2 separate regions of the Mus musculus genome follow, and region 2 is linked to region 1. A link is a contact called in public HiChIP or PLAC-seq data. All regions are on one chromosome and are shown on one strand. The core of a region is the stretch at or near the end of the contact, and the rest is flanking DNA. Distances in the headings are between cores, read along the strand shown.

Region 1 (6,831 bases), core at 2,281-4,780:
TCATAACAGCAAAATCACAGTTATGAAGTAGCAACAAAAATAACTATCAGCCGGGCATGGTGACGCACACCTTTAATCCTAGCACTCGGGAAGCAGAGGCAGGCGGATTTCTGAGTTGGAGGCCAACCTGGTCTACAGAGTGAGTTCCAGGACAGCCAGGGCTATACAGAGAAACCCTGTCTCAAAAACAAACAAACAAACAAACAAACAAACAAAAAAACAAAAAACAAACCAAACAAAAAAACCCAAAAAACAAAACAAACAAACAAAAAAATCCTTTATGCTTGGAAAGGATTCCAGCATTTGGAAGGCTGAGATCCACCATGCTAAATAAACCACAGTGCATTATGATGCCCGTTTTTCAGATAAAGAAACTGGAGCTCAGAGAGGTAAAATCAGCCATCATGGATTTCCTCCATTGTAAGCAGCTGGCCTTGGGTTTGAATTCAAGTGTGGTGGACACTGGAGACACGGCTTTGGGCAACCAAGGATGTAGCAAAGTGACCGAGCTGCGGCTCCTCTTCCTGCCTTTGTGCAAAGTCTCCAGGACAGCAGAAAGGCTCCCACTCATAGGCTCGCCTGGTGTCTAGGGAGTCACTGCCCAGCTGTACTCAGCCCTAGCATAACAGACCAGAAGGTGGGCTAAGGACAAAGAGGGCTACTTCTAACAAGGGCAGATGTAAGGTTCAATGTGAGCCTCGTCTTTGGGCCGGCAGGAGTGCAGAGCAGCTGTAGAAGGCTGACATCTGGTTCTTGTTCAGCCTGTGCCAGGTCCTAGGACCTGTGCCCAGCAGGTTCAGGAGACACATACACATCACAGTGACAACACAGCATGTGTTCTGAACCAGGTCTAGACTCAGGGTTACCAGTGCCACTTGTGATTATACCCATTTTCTAGATGAGGGTGCTGGGTGGGGTCCAGAGTAGCTCAGAAACCTACCCACAAACTTGCCATTAGGAGTGAGCCAGGGGGATGGCTGGGATTTGAACCCTCTTGCCTGCTTTAGTCATTGTCACATATCCCATCCCCAGAAAGTCAACTGGTAATGGGCTTTCCCAGGAGCCCAGGGCAGCTTTCATAGCTAGGCTATCCCCAGGAAGGGGAGTGTTATGTTAACAGTCAGGAAACCTAGCAAAGCCAAGGGCCAGGGAACAAAGCCAGCATGAAGATGGACACAGGTCCCCCAGGGCCTAGGATGGTACCTTGAGAAGACCAGCCTCATCATCCATGGCCCCTACAAACCACCCTCCTGAGGAACAAAACCACCTGCTGAGGAACAGTCACTCAGACATGTCAGGAAAAGATGTCTCACACAGGGGACAGGTGTAAAACAGAGGCTTTAATCCAAATAGCAAGGAAGGCGCAGGGCTGGGGACGCAGGGACAGGGAAGGGAGCCAGGAAGGCAGTGGCCTGGCCCTGGAAGGAAGCTGGCACTGGGCTTTTCCTGGGGAACTGCCTGTGACTCTGATGACTTCAATCCCCGCTCTGCCCAGACCATAGTTAATTCCTGGCCAAGCCCCTGAGTTGTGCTTCTCAGTGTCCACTCCACAAAGCTAAGCGGGCACAAACACAGGATGGGCAGTGAAGAAGGGCAGGCCCAAGTGGGACAGGAAAGCCTGCAGGTTCCAGTTCAGCCACACGCTGAGAGAAAACTGGTGACTGTGGCTAGGTCCCCTTAGCAGCCCTACCCATTCTGAGTCTATGCCTAGGCCCAGGCCAGCACTTCCCTCATCTCACAGAGGGAAGTGGGAGGAGGGGGCTGCTACCTTCTTTGCTCTCCCACACGAGCCACAAACCGACCCAAGGGAGCGGAGCAGCAAGCCAAGGCCTCGGGGGAAGCTTCAGACACTCAGCAGGCAGAGGCAGCAGAATCAGCAGGCCTGAGACTGACTGGAGAAAACTAGGTTCTCCACAGACACAACAGTCCTACTGCCTCCCGGAGTCTCTTCCTCTCCCTGCTTGACAGCTCTGGAAAGTCAGATCTCACCCAAGCAATGGGCTTTCCCAGGAGCCCAGGGCAGCTTCCATAGCTAGGCTATCCCCAGGAAGGGGAGTGTTATGTTAACAGTCAGGAAACCTAGCAAAGCCAAGGGCCAGGGAACAAAGCCAGCATGAGGATGGACACAGGTCCCCCAGGGCCTAGGATGGTACCTTGAGAAGACCAGCCTCATCATCCATGGCCCCTACAAACCAACCTCCCCCAACCCCAGCCCTCCCAACAGCTGATGACAGCCTCACCCTTCAGCTCCATAGCAGATACCCAGTGGAACACAGCTAGCGGGGAACCCACCAGCCGGCCCTGGAGGCACGGAACTCCTGCTCTTAATGAGGGAACCATTACATCATGGGGAGGAAAGGGGGAGCAATGACAAGAGCAGGGTGTCCTTGTCTCCTCCACATGGGCCTGACCGTGGGAGGAAGCAGGAGCACAGGGATGGGCAGGGCCGGGGACCACGTCCAGGCCCCTCTCTTCTTACTCGGCCACCAGACGGAGGACAGTCAAAAACTGGGCACACTGTGGTCAATTCCCCCAACTCAGGCCCTGCTTAGCACCCATCTCAGTAAACAGCCTCTCATCAAACAGAAAGAACAGAAGGTGGGCGGGAGGGGTGCTGGGTCACAGAGAGCACAGGAACCTGGCCAGGGTGGCTCTGGTAGTTCAGCCTCTCCTAGCCTGATGTGACGGGATGGATGGGCAGCAGGCTCCCGAACTTGAAGTGCTGGATCACAGGGAACTTCTCCAGGCACTGAGAAAGGAGGGGAAAACCAGGGAGGTGAGGCCTGTCTCGCCTCCTGCATCCCCAGTAACCCAGACAAACATGAGGTTTCCAACTGCAGCCACCTCCACGGGAATCCACCTGTGCTGGAGAGCAGCCCCCGGCCTAGGAGGAAGGTGATCTCGTTCACCTCATCCCCACCTCCCACTCAAAGGCACCCATACTCAGCAGAAGCCAAGACAGGCAGCTAAGAGACATCACTTGACCCAGAAGGGATGAGCCATAAGAAATGACAAAGGTCCCCCCACCCCCACCCGAATCCTGACCCTAGCAGTATAGGGACATCTGAACACAACTGAGAAGAGGCTAGGGCCTACTTTCTGTAGTCTTTGGCCTCAAAGACATCTTGACTCTTCAGAGTGAGACAACAGGAGTGGGCTGACACTCCTGCCCTACCTTGGCAGCAGCCTCTATGGAGCTCGTGGCTCGTGGCTCCCTGAGCCCAGGCCCACAGGCTCTAGCTTTGCCTGTTACTGGCTTGCTCTGTCTCCCAGGCAGTAGCTCCAGGCAGAATGTGAGGCTGGCCTGGCCTCCTCCTAAACAAGCCGGGGGTGTAGGCTATTGAGGTGACCTGTAGGCTATTGAGGTGAGAGCCTAGCTCTAGCTGTGTCAAAGGACGAACCTGGTGGCTCACCTTCCCTTACCCCAGACAGCAGCTTCAGAAGTGGGAGGGGCACACAGAGGAGCAAGTAGACCACAGAGACTGAGCTCTAGCTTAGAGCTAGGCCTCAGCAAAGCAAGCATGAAGAAGGAGGTGCAGTCTGTCCTGGGGGAGGGAGGAGCAGCATGTCCAGGCCTGAGGCAAGGCAGCTGCCACAGTGCTTATGTCATCAGGAAGCGGTGGGAGTTTGGAAGGCCCCCCCACCCCCCTGAATTCCAGAAAGGGTCAAAGGTCAACCTGCTTTAGGCTCTCCCAGAAGAAAAGCCAGAAAGGCAAGTGGGGGAAGGGCCCACAGGGCCAGCAGGAGCAAAGTTGGTAAGAAGCTGCTGGGGGGGGCGTGTGGGGTGGAGGAAGTCCAAGGCCCCAGGGCAGCTGAAGCACCTAAGGGGGCTTTGCTCCCAGCAATTCTGCCCAGCAACTGAACCTGGGCTTTAGAAACGTGGCACCTCCTGGCCCAGCAGAGTCCAGGCTGGGTAGTTGGAGAAAATAAGTCCAGATACGGTGATAGCCTTCCTTATAGAAATAGCCCCATCATACAAGGCCCAGAAAGCCCCTGATACTTCTCTTCAAAAAATCAGGTCAGGGAACTTGACAGCTAATTGCATATCCTGAGGCTGCTTAATGCCAGGCCTGAGCAGACCCCTATTGGCAGCTCAGGGGTCTTCCCAGCGGATGGAGCACTGGGCCTCTCCTGGGCCCTATTCCCAGGGACTAGAGCTTAAGAGCACCAGTATGAACTGGGTATACCACCTAGAGGTGGTGGCGCACGCCTTTAATCCCAGCACTCCGGAGGCAGAAGCAGGTAGATTTCTGAGTTCGAGGACAGCCTGGTCTACAAAGTGAGTTCCAGGACAGCCAGGGTTATACAGAGAAACCCTGTCTCCAAAAACAAAACAAAAAAGAACTAGGTGCTACAAAGCCTCATGCTCATGCCTGTCAACAAGTTGCAGAATTACCCTACAAATCCATCCTGGCAAGGGGAGGGTCAGCTCCCACTTACTGCATACACCCAGTGAGATGCACCTGTCCAGTCTTTAGTCACACAACACATCCTGTCAGTCAATAACTGCAGGGACACCTAGCATTTAGGACTTAAGGTTTAGGTGGTGGCTTCCAAGGCCTGTGTGTTGTAACACCACCATCTTGTACCTTATCTGCTCCTCCCTCAGCCTGCAGAGCTTCTGCCTCTGAAAGGGGGACAGGGTCAGGGGTGGGTGGGGGGCAGGGTAGCTGGCCTTCCTCTTAGAAGGCTGAATCAATCCAGGTTTGGAGACATGGGGTGACATATACCTCCATGCTGACATTCCAGCAGCAGGACAGTCTTCCCTGTGTTTCCTGCTAGAAACCAGAAGTAAGGCCGAGGAGACAGGACCAAGGGAACGCCGGGGCACTAGAGCTGGCCTGCAGAGCAGGAAGAGGTCTGGAATGGCCCCCCAGATGAGAGAGGGATGTGGGCTGAAGCCTAAACACAGGATGTGAAGTCTAGAGAAAGAGGATCCAGGAAAGAACAGAAAAAGCTGGCCAGGCCCAAGCCCAAGCTTGGCAGACCATGTTCTATTAACCCCTTCGAGGCCAGTGGGAAGCATCTTTACTACCAAAGCCAGCTGACCCTTCCTCGGTGTCCCTCCTCTGATGATAGATGGGGTGAGCTCTGGGCTCTCATAAGAGATGGGATAATGGTCAAGAATCAGAGAGGGGCTGCTCCAGGGCAACACTGAGGTTGTGAGTACCAGCGCTGGGGTGGGAGGTGGGGTGGGCTGGGGTGGGGGGAGACATGTTTGGGTCTCATGGCCCAAGAGGCACTGCACAAAAAGGCCAGTCAAGTAGCTTCAGATACTGGAGGGGCCAGGTAGAAAGATGTTCTCCCTCTTTCTGTGGAGAGTACGGGACGCCCTAGGAAAGCAGGCACCTTACAGCAGGGGGACCCAGCCCAAGGTCCTTCCCAGCAGCAGAGTCGTGAGCTGGAAGCAGAAAAGACCACCTACTCCATTTCCCATGCTTGATGTCCTAGTCACTTTGGGAAACACTAAAGCTATTGAGAGGCCTCAGGCCATTTGACAGGTACAAAGAGAGCCCCTAACCTCTCCAGCAGCTTAGGCTGTTTTAATCCCTAAGCTATGAAGAAATCAGCTGGGCCTCTGCCCATCCATCAGGTTCTGAGGTCCCCAAGTTTCAGACAGCTGGCCTCAGAGCCCGAGCAAACAATGTGATGAAGAATCAGAAGTCATGAGCTCACCCTCAGGACCAAGCGCCATCAGGGGCAGGCAGGATGGCCAGCCCCCACTCACCTCTGCCTTATACATTCGAATGAGGCCCTGGTTCACTTTAGACCAGGAGGGGACAGCACTGATGTTCCACAGCTGGTTGGAGTGTTCCGCAAAGGGGCCAGTCTTCATCTGGAAAAGAAGTCCAGGAACTAGAGAGGCAGTATGCAGGCGTGCACACACACAGACACGCACATGCACGCACACACACACCACAGCCTTGACCTACAAGGCCTGTTGAAAAAACAGAACTTCTCTCATCTACAGCCTCTGCTTACCTCTTTCACACAGACAAAACAGAGGCTCCATCCCAATGTCTATCAAATTTAGCAACCCAGGAAGAGACCATCCCTACCCTAAGAAAGTAGAATGTGTTCCTATGCAGACACACTGTAGGTGCGTGGTCTAGACCTGCCTGGAGGACAGGAAAGGGGCTGTGGACAGGCCCTGATGGATCTGGTCCTCTGAGACAGAGACAGAGATAGAGGGAGGCTCCAGATCAGTACAGGAGGGAAGTTTGTTTAACAAGGTCAAGAGTAGGGCAGAAAAAGCCACAGCAACAAGACGAGCAGGCACATGGATAGTCCATCAGTGCTCAAACTCTGACTGCAGGAAGGCAGAGCACTACTGCAGTCCAGTGCAGTCCCGGGGCATCAGAGCCTCGGCTGGGGCACAGGAATAGGGAAGCCTATGTCCCAAGTGCATCCTGCCAGTGAGAGTGCAAGGCCAGTCCATTTGTATTTACTAGCCATGCAGCCTGGCACGCCCTCCTCACTCCCTCCCCAGGTTACAGGCAGCATTTATTTTGGGGAACAGGGCTCAGAGGACAGCCCCATACTACACAGAAAGACTCTGAAAGGCTCTGTGAGCCTGGCAAAGTTTACAGTGCCCTCAGCTTCCGAGATGTATCCCAACACTCCTGCAAAGACTCCACCGTCAATCTCTCTACTTCCTTGCCCCAATTCTGCACACTTGCAGGCTGGAACTATGAAACAGGGTCCCCTACAGACCCCTGAGTGAATGACCACCTGCTTTGTCTCACAGCAGGTGCTCCAGGCTGGCTCAGCAAGGACCCTGCCTGGGGGACCAGCCTTGCTCACTAACAAGGGACATTCAAAACGGGCTGT
Region 2 (6,556 bases), core at 255-2,754, 580 kb before region 1:
AGCTGTCATCCATGCGTCTCTTGGGACTCATCGTCAGATGTGTCCTTCATGTCCAGAGGCTGCTGCCTCAGGCCTTCCCTGTCATCCAGCACTGTTACCTTCCACACTCCATTCCAGGGGATCTAGAGTAGGACTGGGGCACCCAGCCCCCATTCACCCCCACTCTTGTTATAAACCATCTACATGGCCCTAATTCATATTGGAGTCCCAAATCCAGCTTGTGGGCCAGCCCCGCTGTCTTGTCTGTGTCTACCTTCTATGAGCGCTGCCTACCTGTTTGTGGTACCCTGTGATGGAGGGCCTCACAGCCACACTAGTTACTGTAAGGCGGGCCTGCGGAGTCCCATAAGTAGCATTTGAGGACTCTCCTCTGTTCCCACCAAAGACCTTGTGCCTCTTGTAGTCCCTCCAATGGCTCTGGCCACTGCTTCTTCATCGGATCCTGTTCTCCAGAAGCCCCAGAGAATGGATGGAGCTCGCTTTTGAAGCTGTTGCCCTCCTAGAGTGGTGGAGCTTGGGGGAGTACCGAGGTGGTCCTTCGCACCTTTGAGCCACTCTCTCCTTTCCTGGTACAGAAGTACTCAAGGCTTTGGCCACAAGCCCCTGTGAAGGGTGCCCCACAAGTATGAGCTTGAGGAGGTTGGCGTCTCCCTCTGGGCAGTTGGTAGCTTAGCATCAAGTCAGAGGATGAAAGACAGGGAAGTCTTACAAAACCAGAGACAGGGACAGAGAGGGCAGGTCCTCAGGGTTGGGCCTGTGCTTTGTCCACGGTTTGTGGAAGTGCTGACATCCATGCATTGGGGCCAGTATTACAGACATTTTGTGAGGTACCACCTCAGAGCAGAGGGGAGGGTACCAAGGTGGGGGAGCAGCTGACAAGGTGGGCCTGGCTTTGGGTTTCAAGAGCAAGCAAGGATTAGCTTCAGGCTTTCTTGGCCCCGCCTCCTCCCCGTAAGGCCAAGCCCGGCACACTGCCCTCTGCCCTCTGGGACCCCTGTGAGGCTGTTCAGGACTCACATGAGGAAGACCTAGGGGACAGTATGGAAGTCTGGTACCTAAGAGTCAGGGTCTCAGCGCTGACACAGTTAGTCTGACCTGTGGCCCAGGCAGTTTCGCTCCAGCAGGTTACCAGGCATCTAACTCCAGAACCTCTGACTTTCAGCAAGTTGGGCTGACCACAGCCCCCTCCAGAGTGTTTTTTATGGGTCTGTTCACAGATCTCATTAATGCATGAAGGACAAGGAAAGACTTGCCACAAAGGTAAAATGGAGAGGCTGCCAGTCTTCTTCAGATGACCTTTAAAGCCTGCGCCTGTCCCTGTGTCCCCTCACTTCTTTTTTAATTTCCTGTACTACCTTACATCCAGAAAGGATGGTGGATGAGCGTCTTCAGGCCGTTCTCTGAGAAAGTCGGTCTGCCGTGGACATCCTGTGGAACTGTACTGGCTCTGGGGGGAAGGGAATGCAGGATTTCCCCAGAAGCTCTACACTCCCTGTCCCCAGGACCCACTGCCTGTCACCCCTAGCTGCTAGTGTGCTGAGACAAGAATGACTCACTGTAAAAGAACCTGCCCTGCAGATGACTTAGAGATGGAAATAAAAGGAACGTGACATTTACCGCTTTTTTTTTTTCTATGCAGGACGTGAAGCTGCAATGGCCCCTCCCTCTAGGCTGAGCATGCTTATCCAGGGCCCCAGCCCAAACAACACACAGGGAGGCCATTAATGCCTTCTGGTGGCATCTGTAGTGAACGTAGAATGTCCACATGAAGTTAAAAAAAAAAAGTTCCGTTCCTGCCAGTATTTTTCCCAGAAATTGCCGTTTTGTGATTCCTTTTGATTTTGTGTCTGTATAACATCCAAAATGTCTCTAATACTGGCCCCAACTTCTCTTTTAACCTGACATCAAGCACCTTTTAAATCATGCGTGTGCAAGTTCGTGTATGTGTGTGTGTGCCTCTGTATGTGTGTGTGTGTGTGTGTGCGTGTGTGTGTGTGTGTGTGTGTGTGTGTGTGCGTGCTAATTCTAAGCCTTGAGGGCAGGGCACTGTTGGGAAGGCCCTCAGAGCTGTCAGGTCTTGGTCTTGCCTGTGACTCTGGAGGTGGAATTAAAACCAAACAAAGTGCTTTCAGTAGAGAGCACTCTTACCCATGTAATTAAATGTTAGTCCTTTCAATGTTAAATAAAGTATAACTTCTAGTGTACCTGGTTCTCTGTTGTATGAAGAAATGACGCTGGGCCTGGGGAGATGGCTTAGTGGGTAAAAAGCTGAGCACAGCAGGCGCCTGCCTGAACCCTCAACACTAGGGGGTGGCAGAAGCAGGTAGAGTTCTGTGAGTTCAAGGACAGCCAGGACACCCAAGGTTACACAGTGTGACCTGCCTCAAACAACTTAAGAAAGTGACAGAGAGCAATACCCAATGATAGTGATCTGGTCTCCTATATGTGTAAGTTGATGAAACACACCCATAAAAAATTGCACACACACACATACACACTCAGGGAGGGAAGGATTCTAGTCACAGAAGCTCCCAAGGCTGATGGCTGGCCTCTGGTCTTCTCTATCACTATGTAAACTCAAGAGGAGTCACTGTACCCAGGGAAAGGCTAGGGACCTCCTCATCTATAAATGTCACTTCCACGTCCTATCACAGTGACACATTGTGTCCAGGAATGGCAGGCATGTGGGGGAAGTAGTTCTGATGGGGGTGACTCCTTGGCAAGTGAGCATTTCCTTTTTTGCCCCTCCTCCTCCAGCTGGTTGGCCTCTGCCCTCAGGGATGCCAATGTGTGTGGGGGGAGTTTAAGCAAGGAGGACATGGTCACGGTCCACTTATGCCCCTCTTCCCGATGACTAGGCTAGATCTGTAAACCAGGTCAGCACTCTTTGAGTCTAAAGGACCACATGCAGGCCTGGAGTGTTGGCACACACCCTCAATTTCAGCACTCAGAAGGCAGAGACAGGAGGATCTCTGTGAATTCCAGGCCAGCGTGACTACATGGTGAGTTTCAGGCCAGCTAGGACTACATAGTCAGACCCTGTCTTAAAGCGGGTGGGTGGCACATGCCTGATACCCACTGGCTTGCCTGTTGGAGAGCAAGGTCCCACAGCTGGCTTTGAAAGACTGTAATACTCAGGAGGTAGACACAGGAGGGCCAGGGCCAGTTCAAGGCTGGTCTGGGCTAATAAATTACCATTCATCATAGGGACAATGTGCTGGAGAGTACCAGGTGACTGTTGCTAGCAAAAGATTAATTTTGGAAAGCCATTTCCAGAATGTTCTTTGAAGACTTGGTTGTTCCTTCAGAAAGGACTTTAGATCTGAACCAGGTATCTCTTTGGCTCTGACACTCTTAACAAAGCAGGTGACATGGCTCCAAACCAGGGAGTGGGCTGTAATTGCTATCCTGGTACTGGGGTTGCAGAGACGTTCTTAATTCACAAGATCAGAACAGTCACATGCTCTTGGGCTGGGTTTCTCCAAATACCAGCTCCAAATATTCTGGAAATACCAACTGGCCCAGGCACCCTCAGCGCCCCCTTGCCCTGGCCACACCCAGGCCCCAGGCGCCTTGGTGAGAGAATGTCGACCCCTAGTGGAAGAAAGCAGAACTGAAGTAGCATCCCTAAGTGACTATGGAGGAAGCCTAAGGGGCTGGGAAATCCCTCATCTCCCCTCTTCCCCTCCAGTATCAGCTTTGTGAGACCCCAAGTCACACTCTTAACTGCTGCTGCTGGGCAGTAGAATGGCTCAGGGGATGGAGGCAGCAGAGTCTTTGTGGCTCCCAAATCAGAGAATCAAAAGAAAGGACTCTCAAATTGCTGCTATCAAACATGAGCACTGTGTTCTGAGAAAGTAGGTGGTGGCTGGGCAGTGAATGTGGCAGCTGTAACCTGGGTTTTCAGGAGTTCCAGGCCAGCCTGGGCTACATAGCAGAACCCTGTTTCTGCAAAAAAATTAAAAGGTAGACTAAGCTTGGAGGGATAGATGTCTCCTGACTCTGCCCATCACTCAAAAAGAATCCTCATTTCCCTAGTCCCTGCAGTCCTTCCCTCTGGTGTCCAAATATGGGAAGACAACCAACCAGCGCCCAGTAGCCCCTCGGTGTCATATAAGGTACCCATTAGACTCCATCTGGAACATACTCGTCCCTGTCCAGTTGGTTTTTAGTGACATCAACTAGGGACAAACTGCCTTTGTCCTTAGAACCAGGCAGGCAGGAAGGATATTTCCAGTCCTGCAGTGTCCTGCTGGACAGTGCCCCAGAAAGGGACAGCACCAGTCTGTGCGGCCTCACACACACACACACACACACACACACACACACACACACACACACACCTCTCCATGTGAGGACCTCAAGGTTAGCTGCTCTATTTTCAGGGTCCAGGTTGGTACTGGTGCATCTATACCAATTTTCTCTGCTCCATTCTCCTGGTCCCGGAGAGAGAGGAAGCCTGATGCTAAAATTCTACTGATTTCTGGCTCAGAATTAGGTAGACTCAGGATGGTTGTCTTTGCCTTGGATCTAAAGCAGAACATGGACAGAAAGTACGCGCTTGCAGTCCATGCAACTTTGTGGACAGAACCGTAGACAATTAGAAATTGCATGGGTCCCCAAGGGCCAGCCACCTGCTCTGCAGTGATGGATGGTCACCTGCTTCCACAGAGAGGCACCGTCCTTCCCAGACTCCTCCTCAAAGAACCTGCCGTAGGGCTGGAAACTGGTCCCACCTCCCAGGCCCCAGGAACTTCTTCTGTGTCTCAGCTTGGGTAAATAGCTACCGACTAGTTGAGTTGCTAGATAGGTTCACCAGAGCATCTTAAGAGCTGAGTATTTATTTCAAGAAAACTACAGGTATATGTTGAGGCAAATCAGGGTCATTTCTAGCTTGCTCATTTTCCCACAGTTACCAAGCCCCTGAAATAACTCCAGACAGAATTTCACCTTGGGAAGCCCCCCACAGGTAGTAACTTGTTACATGTAAACAGAGGTGGGGCACAGGGACTCGTGTAGTCTAGACCGGCCTCCTCGTTTCATCAGGTGGCCAAGGTTGACCCTTCTGCCTCCTCCTGTAGTTTCTAACTCAAGCCGGTTCCACCAGTCCTGGATTAAGTGGTGGGGACTGAATCCATGCATATCAGATAGATGGATTCTCTATCAACAGAGGCATATTCCCAGTTCTAAAGGTGACTTTTTGTTTAGTGGACTTTTTGTTTGTTTTGAGATGAAGTCTATAGCCCAGGCTAGCCTCCAGCCCACTATGTAGCTGATCTTGAACTCCTGACCCTCCTCCCTCTGCCTTGCCAACGCTGGTCTAGAGATCATCATTGCTTCTGGCTTTGGGAAGGTTTTAACCTTGGTTTCTATTCTGTGCTCCTAAGCCCTTCAGTATGGCGGGACATCAATGGCCACAGTCAACTCTCCCACACAGAACTGATTAAACGTGGGACCCATAACAGGCTTGACCACTGAGTTACACCCCAAGTCCCTAACTGAATGCTTTTAAAGTGATACAAACTCTAATTCTTCTTCCCCCAGAAAGCAAATATAGATGGGACTGGAGTTGGGAAGCCAATATGTGGGATGTGCTGGCCACTAACACATCCCTGCTGGGCCCTCTGTGTGGTTGGTGGGTTGGTGGGGTAAAGATACAGTTGGTATTTCAAGTGTTCCACCAGCTCTTGCCAGAAGCTTCCACAGGGTCTCTGGCTGTGTTCATCACCACTGAAGGCAGACGCCACAGTGTCACAGTACAAGCTAGGGGCAGGAGAGGAACAAGTATTTATTGTGACATTCTGAACACAAACCAGACTGCGTCACAGTAGTGCAATGAGCTAAGGGCTCTACAACAGAGACTTCAAAAGATGGCAGCCAACAGGGCACGTCCCAGCAGCAGCCGGCCATGGACCCACTTGCCACCCACCACAGTGGGACACTGAACACCCAGGCCTTTGGGGATGAGCTGCTGGTACCCACTTCTGAAGAGACAGGTGGCCACTGGAGCCCTCTTGGTCCCAGGATCCCCCCCTCACCACTCCAGACTTAGCTTTGAACACCCTGCCCTGGAAGTTCGGTTAGGTTTCTCCAGGATCTCAGACATACATAGGACAATCTCTCTAGGCTCAGCAGGTCCAGGACACAGACCACATCTCAGAATTGGCTCAAGACACCAAGGCTAGGGGGTGGCTAGGGGACCAGGCTCACTCCAGACCGCACAGAGGATGAAGGAGCGTCAGACAGTGGGCCAGTGCATGAGGTATCTGTTTTCCCTCCCCCAGGGTCTTAGGAGCCTCTTCACAGAGCAAATGACAGTTGGTCTGCCAGTGGTCTCAGCAGGACAAGGTGGCAGGTCCTCTACCCTCTAAAGCAAAGCTTGCCCTTTCTCTGTCCCACTACAATAGTCAACAGAACAAACACGGGCAGCAGGGGTCTCCATCATGATATAGGGGCTGCTGGCCTACACAAAGAGCCCTGCATCCATTCTGCCCCTGTGTGTAGACATCTACTTCTCTGAGTCCCCAAGGGGTTGGGCCAAGTATACAGCAGATAA

What was found. HiChIP or PLAC-seq counts read pairs in DNA pulled down with a chosen protein or histone mark.
Region 2: a FOXA1 HiChIP or PLAC-seq map of pancreatic cancer cells shows a contact between it and region 1. The contact joins two enhancer-like sites.

Annotation. Positions count from the first base shown.
Region 1 is chr2:30,442,295-30,449,125 of GRCm38.p6, reverse strand. Ptpa (protein phosphatase 2 protein activator) reads right to left here. Exons shown (of 10, transcript NM_138748.5): 9 at 5,729-5,836; 10 at 1,319-2,749. The coding sequence ends at 2,672. Among named protein-coding and RNA genes, the nearest start is that of Ier5l, 28 kb to the left of the region's middle. Within about 2 kb of position 3,530, at least 133 of the 459 cell types and tissues checked have an H3K27ac peak or open chromatin away from gene starts, as enhancers often do. A contact at or near this core is called in pancreatic cancer cells, where this site is marked.
Region 2 is chr2:31,021,854-31,028,409 of GRCm38.p6, reverse strand. Fnbp1 (formin binding protein 1) reads left to right here. Exons shown (of 17, transcript NM_001177648.1): 17 at 1-2,204. It overlaps Usp20 (ubiquitin specific peptidase 20), which reads right to left. Exons shown (of 25, transcript NM_028846.5): 25 at 5,755-6,556. Among named protein-coding and RNA genes, the nearest start is that of Gm39786, 29 kb to the right of the region's middle. Within about 2 kb of position 1,504, at least 57 of the 459 cell types and tissues checked have an H3K27ac peak or open chromatin away from gene starts, as enhancers often do. A contact at or near this core is called in pancreatic cancer cells, where this site is marked.